3 separate regions of the Gossypium hirsutum genome follow, and all the other regions are linked to region 3. Evidence: chromatin contacts called from public Hi-C data. All regions are on one chromosome and are shown on one strand. The core of a region is the stretch at or near the end of the contact, and the rest is flanking DNA. Distances in the headings are between cores, read along the strand shown. Region 1 holds the start of LOC107918144 (40S ribosomal protein S15a-1). Region 2 holds the start of LOC107918161 (transcriptional activator DEMETER). Region 3 holds the start of LOC107960317 (phosphatidylinositol-3-phosphatase myotubularin-1).

Region 1 (3,362 bases), core at 607-3,106, 750 kb before region 3:
AGGAAGCAACCGAGCAGTCCAACCCTCAATCTCCTTAACACCGACATCAAAACGAGGACTGATCACCCCACACTTGTTCAGCCTCCCATTCAATTCAACCACAATTTTACCAGATCTATGATCATCAACATACTCAAACTCCCCAATATAACCTGCAATGCCAATCAAAAACCTAATGTATTAGCATCTTCATATTACCATGAATCAGATAAAAAATTATGTAGCTTGTCTGACACAAATCCAACATGAGCACAGAGATATGAAGCTACAAGTGCTTGTAAAAGCTTAGATAAAGTTTAACTTATCCATATATGATACGAACCCAACCCTAACATGCATGCCCAACCTAGGTTTAAAATAGAACAAAGAAAAAAGGTAGACTATATAACCTGCAATGCCAGTGAAACCTAAACGTACCTGCATCTTCATATTACAATAAATCAAATCATAACCTATGTTGCTCACCCAACACATACACAACATGAATACGTAAATATAACAATCTAAATGCTATTTAAATTTTATAAAAGAAAAAATTGAACTTATCAACATCCAACACATGCCCGCATCTACACTCACACCTATACCCGTGTACTGTAAATTACAACTTGAATGAAGGATAAAAGGTAGAGATCATATAGAAACTTACCATGTTTCTGCATGACCAAAAGGAACTTAATGATCACCTTCGAGGACGGTCGGATCATGACCTGTCGTTTGCCCCTCTTCTCTGCATTGTACATGCTCTTGAGTGCATCATTCAAAACGCTCACCCTCACCATTCTTCCAAATACAAGCTGCTGCTGCAGATTTTTACATGAAATATGTAACAATGAAGCATTCATCTATATAATATTCAATTTTACATCCTTTTTATGATGAAATTAAGATCCAACAATCTACACGCATAAATCAAATTCGAAATGTAGAAAGTGAAGAATTCAGTTTCAACCAAAACCCTGGTTTTCTTTTTCTATTAAAAATGAGCAACCATCTATATCATATTCAAATCAAAATTTTTTTTTCTGATGAAAATATAGTCCAACAATCTACATAGGCTATTCGAAACATGGAAAGTGAAGAATTCAGTTACAACCAACACCCATATTCACTTTTTCTAGTAACAAGTATGCATCACTCTAGATAGTACTCAAATCCAAATCTTTTTTATGATGAAACTAAAGTCCAACAGTCTTTACAGACGATTCAAATCCGAAACGTAGAAACTAAAGAATTAGGTTTCAACAATCTACAAAGGTGATTCAAATTCGAAACGTAGAAAATGACGACTTCGGTTTCAAACAAAACCCAGATTTTCTATTGCTAGCTAGCATATAGGCACGCAGAAGGGTGGGAAATGTTAAAAGCACTCATTTAAGAAAACCAAACACTAAGAGTTCTTTCTTAACTTTCCTATAAGCCTAAAGAAAACCATTTCAGTTTTGCTTTTGAAAATGGAATATAAGATCAGTAACAAAAATTTAACAATATAAAAAGCATGTGCATAAAGATCTACGAACGGTGAATAGAAAAAACAAAACGACAAAGAAAAAAGAGAGGAGCGTCTAGCATACCTGAAAACCACAAAAAAGAAATAGCAGCTGCGTCAAAGTTGCTTGAGGAGAGTGAAGAGGGACAAATAATTAGGGTTTTTGCCTTTTAAAGGGGCGGGTGCAACATAGTAAGACTTTTAGGGCTTAGGGTTTTATGCGGGCCTTCTGGAATCATCAGAACAAATTATACGAAAGCCTCACCCAGTTAAGCTGTTTGGGCCTAAAATAAAGCATCGATTCAACTCTTATCAGATTTAAACAAAGTAAAATGTCAATCACGCCTTCGGCTTTGTGGGTTATGTTTAAAGTTATTATAATTTGAGTCGTCTTTTTTATAAAAAAAAAATTGATACAAATTACAAATGAAAAAATAAGACGATAATCATAGAATTTAAACCCTATTTTTTGAAATCTTAATAAGAGATTTAATCATTGCGGTTTATAACGTTTGGGTTTTTTTTCTAGATTTAGTATATAATATTTTTCTCTTATTTTTAAAGATAAATTCATTCAATGAATGAAATCATATAATTTAAAAAAATAAATAACAAATATTCATCGTAGATGATGAATGACAAGTTCCATTAACACAACAAAGGTTTTAGCCACAGCATCAATAAAATATTATGACATGTTGATAAATGACTTTATCACAACTCAAGCACAACGTATCTTAAATGATTACAAGCACTTAATACGATATGGAAATCAACTCTAGATAGTCCAAAGCAACGAGCAAAATTCAACAAAATAATCAAGCATTCACCAAACTAGAGAGGACGACAACAAAATCATTCCTAAAATCATTTGTGAAATTAAGATTACATGTATAAACAAGACGAAAAAATGTATTACAGGAGCAGACAAAAACTTCAAAAACTGAAGACTTATTAAACAAGGGAAAAACAAACAAAAAAACATATAAAACTTAAAACAACACAGGTCCAAATCGACACGTGAAATTATTTATTAGTCTAAAATATTCTCAAAAAAGAAAAAAAAATGATAAGTTGACGAAAAACCACCCACTTTTCAAGAAAAACTATTGGTGGCCGGTGGAGTTTTAACGAACGACAAGCACTGTCATCTAATCATCACAACTTATAAAAGACAACAAAAATACTCACAAAATAGATCTGCAAATTAAAAAGAGAGAAAACATAAACAGTGAATGAGAAGAAAAAAGAAACAAATGGCTTAGAGAAAAAAAATTAGGAATTTTTAGTTATTACCAATTAACTTTTTAAAACTATATCCCTTGAAGGTGTACTTGCAAAATTTTAGTATGTCATGATTGAATTAGTGATAAATGGATGCTCACTTGTAAAATTCAATTCACCCGAGTTGAAGCTTCCGAAAAAAGTGATAACCTTTATTTGGACAGTGTGGGTCTATGGACGTGAATACCTTCTAATTATAAGAATCCATATCTAACTCAATATTAAATAAGTGAAATTAATACTAACTGAAAATATGAACTTTTCAATGAAAAAGAAGGCTTCAAATTCCAAGTTTCATCAAGGGACTGACTTGCAACATTCATAAAATGAACTCATCATTTACTAAGGGGCTATATGGTTTGTAAATTTACTTCAAAAAGAAAGAGAGTCAATAACTACAAAACACCATACAAATGCATCAAAGATACACCATTTAACTTACTCCTAACCATGTAAATCCCATTTTTACATTTACCCAACATCTCATTTCATTCTCCTGATCCATACATATATATATTTGTTGTTTTCAGATTTTTCTACCAAATACATGGAAAAGTTATTTTTTATATTAAGTTACAACTTACAACCA
Region 2 (3,274 bases), core at 521-3,020, 650 kb before region 3:
GAGAGGGTGCACCGACTTCTGTCCTCGCTGGTGAGTTTAAATTGCAGATTGGCATAGAAGGTATCGGAAATCCATCTGTAAAAGTAACATTCAATAAACAGATTTACTAATGACGAGAATCAAGCACATTTGGTTGAACCAATGTTGTCGTGACGCGTTTTCCATGGCATTGTAACGGACTTGCACAATTTCATATAAAGTTTATTGAATTCTGTTAGCTTAATAAAGAGAATCTGCAATAATGAAAAATTACAAAGTTCTGCAGGATAAGCGCAAACCGTCTGTTACATATGAACTCTGAACTACTATAGTAAAAGAAACAGTAAAATCAATTGCCATATACTTGTGTTTGGAAGTAAAATGAAAATTTGCACAATTTTCTGTTTTAAACAGGTTTAACCACTTACATTGCGGCATCTGGAGGAAGCCGTCGGTATTTCTCATGAAGTGCGAACTTGAGGATTGGTGTGAGCTGGAACGTCTCCAGTTTTCGTCTTGAGGATGCAAATTCGGAATTGGCAGTGTATTACCGCTGCCTAAGCTGGCGATTCTGTTTGCAGAGGCAAAACCATCTGCGGCATTTCTGGTTGCCAGAAGATTTGCCCAGGTATGATCATTCCAACTCGAGCTTTCATTTTGAAGAACAAGTCTATAAGAACCTGCAATGTTATTGATCATCCTGTTATTCTTTGCTAAATTTATGCTGCCAAAATATTGATCCTGGTTGAAACTGTGAGCAACTCCATTGTTATTTAGGATATCTTGAACATATCCCGTAGGAAATTCAGCAAGTTCCTGCCAATTTTCATTTCCAAACTGGTTCCCTTGCCCGTTCACCTGGATCGGATTCGATCCTGTTGGGATAGGCTTTTGTGGGGTTACCGGTATCCAAGAATCCGTAAACTCGAATTCTTTTCCCTGTGGAATTGAAAAATCTTCACCAAAATTCATCTTGGATTGTAACGCAAAAATCCTTGAACCAGCTCTTTCTTCCACTTTTTATTCTTGGAAAAAAATACTTTAAATTCTAAAGAAGGTCCAATTCCTGAAAAATTTCCAGGAAAATCACCAAAATTCCAATATTCTCAAGAAAAAATTCCCACCCCATTGCTTTATCCTTTCCTCCCAAATCACCCAATCTCCACCTAACATCCTCAACATAAAAAAAACCCAGAAACACCTGAAAATAATTTATAAAAGAAATGTCTCAGGTAGAAAACTAGCATAACAAATCAGCATCTAAGATATAAATAAATGATTTAGAAAGCCATTTCCAAATAAATTCCCAACAACTAATAAAAAGTTAACATACCATTTCTGTCCTGGAAAAATATGGAAAGCATGAACGAAATGGGAAACTAGATAAAAGCAAAAAAGTCATGTAATTCAATTTCTGTGAACAAAAATAAATTGTATTACTCACATAATTAAATCAGGATTTGTTAACTAAAAGAATTAGCTAATATCTTCGAAGATTCTTGTTGATGATATTAAAGAAATAACAGCTGAATTGAGTTTATGCCAATGTACATGAACCAAGCTAAAACCATAAATCAATGTCCAAAATTTTATATAAAAAAAAATACATATTAATGCTTAGCGTAATCTCACCGTTATGTTGTTCTGGGTCAGCTTTGGTTTCAGAGCATAGTCAATGCCGGAAAAAAACCAGTCAGTTTCTATGGTAAAACCAGGAGAAAAAAATAAGAGAGAGAAAAAAATGAAAAACTTTAATTCATCAAATTTAAAACTACCACTTTGGGCACTCCACTTAGTGTTTTACAAAACTGGGCACCCCTAAATTATTTATTAGTGTATTAATGCTTACTTTATTTCCGTGAATCCGGTTTAGTTAAATAAATTATTTAAAGTTCATAAAATAAAGAAAATTTAGTTCGCTTTTTTTTACGATTCAATTGGTTCTAAGTGGTTCATAGGAGAACCAATTTAACTTCGATTCAATTGATATGATGTTGGATTTAAACAACCTCATGTTTTCATGTGTTTCTTTTTTTTTTTATGATTTTAATATATTTTGCAAGCATGTATTCTTGCTTTTCTTACTTTTTTAAAAAATATTGGCAATGAAGCAAGGAATATTAGTTGTTCTTTTAACTTTTTTTTTCTTGAAAATTAAGTGGTGAATTTTTAATTTTGCATTTTCAAAAAAATAATAATTATTGATGAAGTAAATGATTTCTAAAATTTTGTGGTGATTTTTTATTTTATTTTATTTTATTTTATTTTTTACTTTAATGAAATTCTAAACCTTTTCTTTCCTTGATCCAAGGCAACTCTGGTCCCTGTTGAGTTTTTTTTCTTTTTTGTGTTACCATAAGGAAAAAGAGAAAAATATGTTTTATTTGAATGTAGTTAGAATGAGACAAATACCATTGGAAATGATGGATCTGTCTTCATGTTTTTGTAATAAAATTGTTTTGAATGTTAAAATTGGGAAATTATTTAACCCATTTTAATGGAGGTAAAAGAAGTTACTGTTATAAATAAATAAAAACACATGTTACTTGTGGAAATAATAATAATCTATGTAAATTGGACAGGTTTAAAACAGTAGTTTTTATGGTCCCGTACAATTTTCATTCAAATATGTATATATATATATTTTTTTGTGTGTGTGTTAAAAATAAAGAAATTGGTTATAAACGTTTAAATTAGAATTATAGATTTTAGAAGCAAATCTATATGAAAACGGCAGGTGGTGAAATTTCATGGATTTTAGGCCTGACTTAATAAATTTATATTTCTTGATAGTTATAATAATAATATTCTATTTTAAAAAAATTGTTGTTTTATTTACTTTATATGTCACTTGCCAAAAAGACAACAGTTTTAAGAGGAACACGTGGTGGTTTTGGTCCACATGACCTAAACACGTGATTTAGCTTTGAACTGAACCGGCCGGTCTTTTTTTTACTTACTGGAGTCTGGACTGCCACAACCAAAAAGAGAAGGGGTGCCCACATTAAAATAAAAACCGTAATAATAATAAAAGTTATTTTAAATGCTTGCCTGCATGATGTTACGTACTATATTCTCTCATTTCATGTTGCCGTAATGTAAAATAATCTCTTTATAGGTTTTGTTTATATTTATTTTTTTATACGATATTTAAAATTTTGTATAGTCTTTTTTTTAATTAATAAATAAAAAGATAATATTAAATAATTTTTATTTTACACATATAGTTTAGATTAAATTATATTTTTTAAAAAAATTAATAAAATTAATAATTGATCTAACACATTTTTATGTT
Region 3 (3,151 bases), core at 419-2,918:
AAATATAAACTTTAGAGAAGTATTGTAAACATTCTTATTGATATTTTTTACATGATACCTAGAATTATTTATAGTCCCTCCTCAACTCATAAATAGAAGAATAATGCGTTTTAGTACACTCAAACTCACGTTCTCCTATATTTACAACAATACTAATACCAATCGAATTAAGATTCCATCAACTAATACATTTTTATCTTTAAAAAATCAAATGAGTTTAATCAACTCTATAACTTAAAAATATAAAATAAATTTAAATTATGTGATACTCACTAGCAGATAAATAAAATATTATATAAGAAATATATAATATTAACATTAGCATGCAACCTGCTCATCTATTTTAAATTTAACATCAAAATCAAATAAACCACCCATTTAAGATTTCTTTTAAGGCTGTGGTTTAAACTATTTTATTTTAAAAAATTATAAATCATCAAATATAAATAATTTAATACATTTATTTTTTTAAATGAATTTTTACTCCTTTCTCAATTAAATGTAATGGTGTCTCAGTGTTAACTCAATTAAAAATTTTATATTAATTTATATTATTAGTCTTTGTATGACAAGTAAGTTATAGATTTAGATTATATACTTCAATTCTTGTCGTATTACTAACATCATGCTATGTTGGCTTTTCTGTTTTCACATATTAAGAGATTTAATACTTGTCACTTGTCATTTACATAAATACTAAATTTTAAAATTTGAAAAGTATTAGTCACTATATTATGCGTAAGTTGTGAATTTAGTCTATGTACTTTACTTTGTTTATTTTTCATTCTTATACTTTAAAAAAATTAAAATTTTAGTTCTAACTAAATAGTAGTTATTAAATTAATCAAGTTATGCTATTTCCAAATTTTGATACTGCAGATATATTGCCACTTGTGTAATACCATATTAATTTACTATTTACACATATTATTTACTCAAAAACTAGTTAATAGATTTAACAACTACTATTTTGCAATAAGATTATAATTTCAAATTTTGAAAAATAGAATTAAGAGTAATCTAGTTAGAAAGCATTGACTAAATCTATAACTTTACACATAATATGAGACAAATAACATAATTAATCAAACAAATTTAACTATAATCCTTTAATAAAACTAAAATTCCAAAATTTAAAAAGTGCAAAATTAAAATTAACTAATTTGAATAATACAAATAATAAAACTGATCAAAACTTTACTAATTGTAAATGAATTAATATCATCCAAACTTTATAAATAAATAGTTTAGTCAATCGTTTGTTCCTTTAAGATTTAATGTGGTTTAAATGGGCAAGGCGGTACAGTACAATATATTTAATTTATTTTTATCTTATATTACAATATTTAATCTTATCATTACCGTTATTTTTACACTATCCGCAGATTAACTTACAAATCCAAACTCATAATTAGAAAAGTAAAATAATAAATTTATAAATTATGCATGTTAACATTTATAGGTATGGATCATGTAATTAATTTTTAGAAAAAGAAAACTATTTAATTAAGAAAACCAATATATAAGTTGATATGAATGTCATAATTTTCAAAATTCGGTTAAACTGATAGATTAGATTAAAATTTTATTTGAATTAAAGGTTGAATTATTTTTTAATATTTTATTTTAATAAATTATTGAATTGAATGGAATGATCGGTTCTGTCACCCGCAAAAACAAGGTTAGATGTAAAATTGAGTCCTACATAAATGGTTTGTTGGATCGAAATTGAATGATGAAATCATCAAACTAACCCATCACGCATTTGTTGTTTATGTGGCGATGCCGAAAAGCCGAAAACTTAACCCTCCCTTTGCCGCACGTCTCTTTCCTCTACTTTCTCTCCCCAATATCATTCCTTTCAATCACTTCTTTACTTTTTAATTTTCATTTTTCCCCCTTAAAAAAAGCGCTGAAAATTGAACTCAATAATCACCGGCTATGGCTGCATCGAGGCCGTCCCGATCGGTCTCCGCCAGAGACATTTCTATCGGTTGCGAAAGGTTGGACGGTGCTGGTAGTTGGGACACCCTTGAATGGACCAAAATTGAGGTTTTCTTTTTCTTTTTGGAAAATTCATGTTTCCAATTGTAGGGTTTTCTTTTTAAGGCTTGATTAGTTGATCGATTTCAATTGCAGCCAGTTACGAGGTCGGTTTCACATGCCAATTTCGAGTTTTTGCTTGAAGCTGAGCGAGTTCTAGATGAGGTAATTAAGGATCATTTGTTTTGTTTTAAATTCCTTGAATTAAGTGGGCGCGCAATTTGAATTATTGGTGCAGGCATTTTGTAACAAATAATTTAGATCACAAATTATTATTTCAACTGAAACGAGAAATTCAGTGATTTTTAATTTATTTTTTTTAAAATAAATAATTTTATTGTTATAAAAAGGATAGCGTAAGTAATGCCATTTTTATAGCATAAGTAATGCCATTTTTAATTTACTTCTTTTTTCCAGGGCCATGGTGTTGTTCTTGTTAATACCGATGAGGCTGGAACCTTGTTTGTTACCAACTTTCGTCTTCTCTTTCTCGTGAGTCATTTACCTTATGAAATTTAGTATTTGGTAAATTGTTGCCATCTAGCATTTTGGCAACATATGACAGCATCATGTTAGCATATTGGGTGAGTGAAAGGATACTGGGTTGCAGAATGGATATATATTTGTATATTTTGAACTTGAAATAGATTACATTTACATGTAAGATTATAGAAAATTAGCTCTAATTCTAAGCACCTAACAACTTACACAGTTACTTGATATCTAATAATGTAGTTCAATCTCTGGTTTTTTTTTTTTAAGTAAATAGGTTGAATGCTCCAATTTAATCCATGTCTAATTATCATGCTTTAACTTTTGTTTTAGGTTGATCTCACCCAATTACTCTTAATTCGGAAATTATAGGTTTTTGCTTACTGTATGATTTGATATTGGTATCGGTACAGAAATCGTTGATCTCACAATCTAATATGCTTAATTATTTCTTTATGAGATGTCTTGTTTTGTTATGAAATTATTCTGCATGATGGTTGTTTATGTAGAGAAGATGAAAACATCTTAATAGAGATGACATAAGAGTTTGAAGAGACAAAAGGCATTCACAAAGAAAAGAACGAGCAATTTGTATTAGAAGAGACAATTATTATAA

What was found. A called contact is a pair of places that touch in the nucleus more often than the background predicts.
Region 1: a Hi-C map of hypocotyl shows a contact between it and region 3, with 4 times the contacts expected there. The contact joins the promoter of LOC107918144 here to the promoter of LOC107960317 in region 3. A contact is called at or near these places in 7 of 34 Hi-C or Micro-C datasets (anther, fibers, hypocotyl and 2 more).
Region 2: a contact with region 3 is called in a Hi-C map of leaf, with 3 times the contacts expected there. The contact joins the promoter of LOC107918161 here to the promoter of LOC107960317 in region 3. A contact is called at or near these places in 8 of 34 Hi-C or Micro-C datasets (anther, hypocotyl, leaf and 1 more).

Annotation. Positions count from the first base shown.
Region 1 is chrA01:42,860,668-42,864,029 of Gossypium_hirsutum_v2.1, forward strand. It overlaps LOC107918144 (40S ribosomal protein S15a-1), which reads right to left and starts at 1,857. Exons shown (of 4, transcript XM_016847675.2): 1 at 1,575-1,857; 2 at 650-803; 3 at 1-152. The coding sequence starts at 782. LOC107918143 reads right to left here. Exons shown (of 5, transcript XM_016847674.2): 5 at 3,212-3,362.
Region 2 is chrA01:42,955,493-42,958,766 of Gossypium_hirsutum_v2.1, forward strand. It overlaps LOC107918161 (transcriptional activator DEMETER), which reads right to left and starts at 1,771. Exons shown (of 21, transcript XM_016847693.2): 1 at 1,612-1,771; 2 at 408-1,180; 3 at 1-75. The coding sequence starts at 951. It overlaps LOC107918162 (a long non-coding RNA gene), which reads left to right. Exons shown (of 5, transcript XR_001689954.2): 2 at 1-30; 3 at 394-607.
Region 3 is chrA01:43,606,747-43,609,897 of Gossypium_hirsutum_v2.1, forward strand. LOC107960317 (phosphatidylinositol-3-phosphatase myotubularin-1) reads left to right here and starts at 1,669. Exons shown (of 19, transcript XM_016896636.2): 1 at 1,669-2,052; 2 at 2,140-2,208; 3 at 2,461-2,535. The coding sequence starts at 1,942.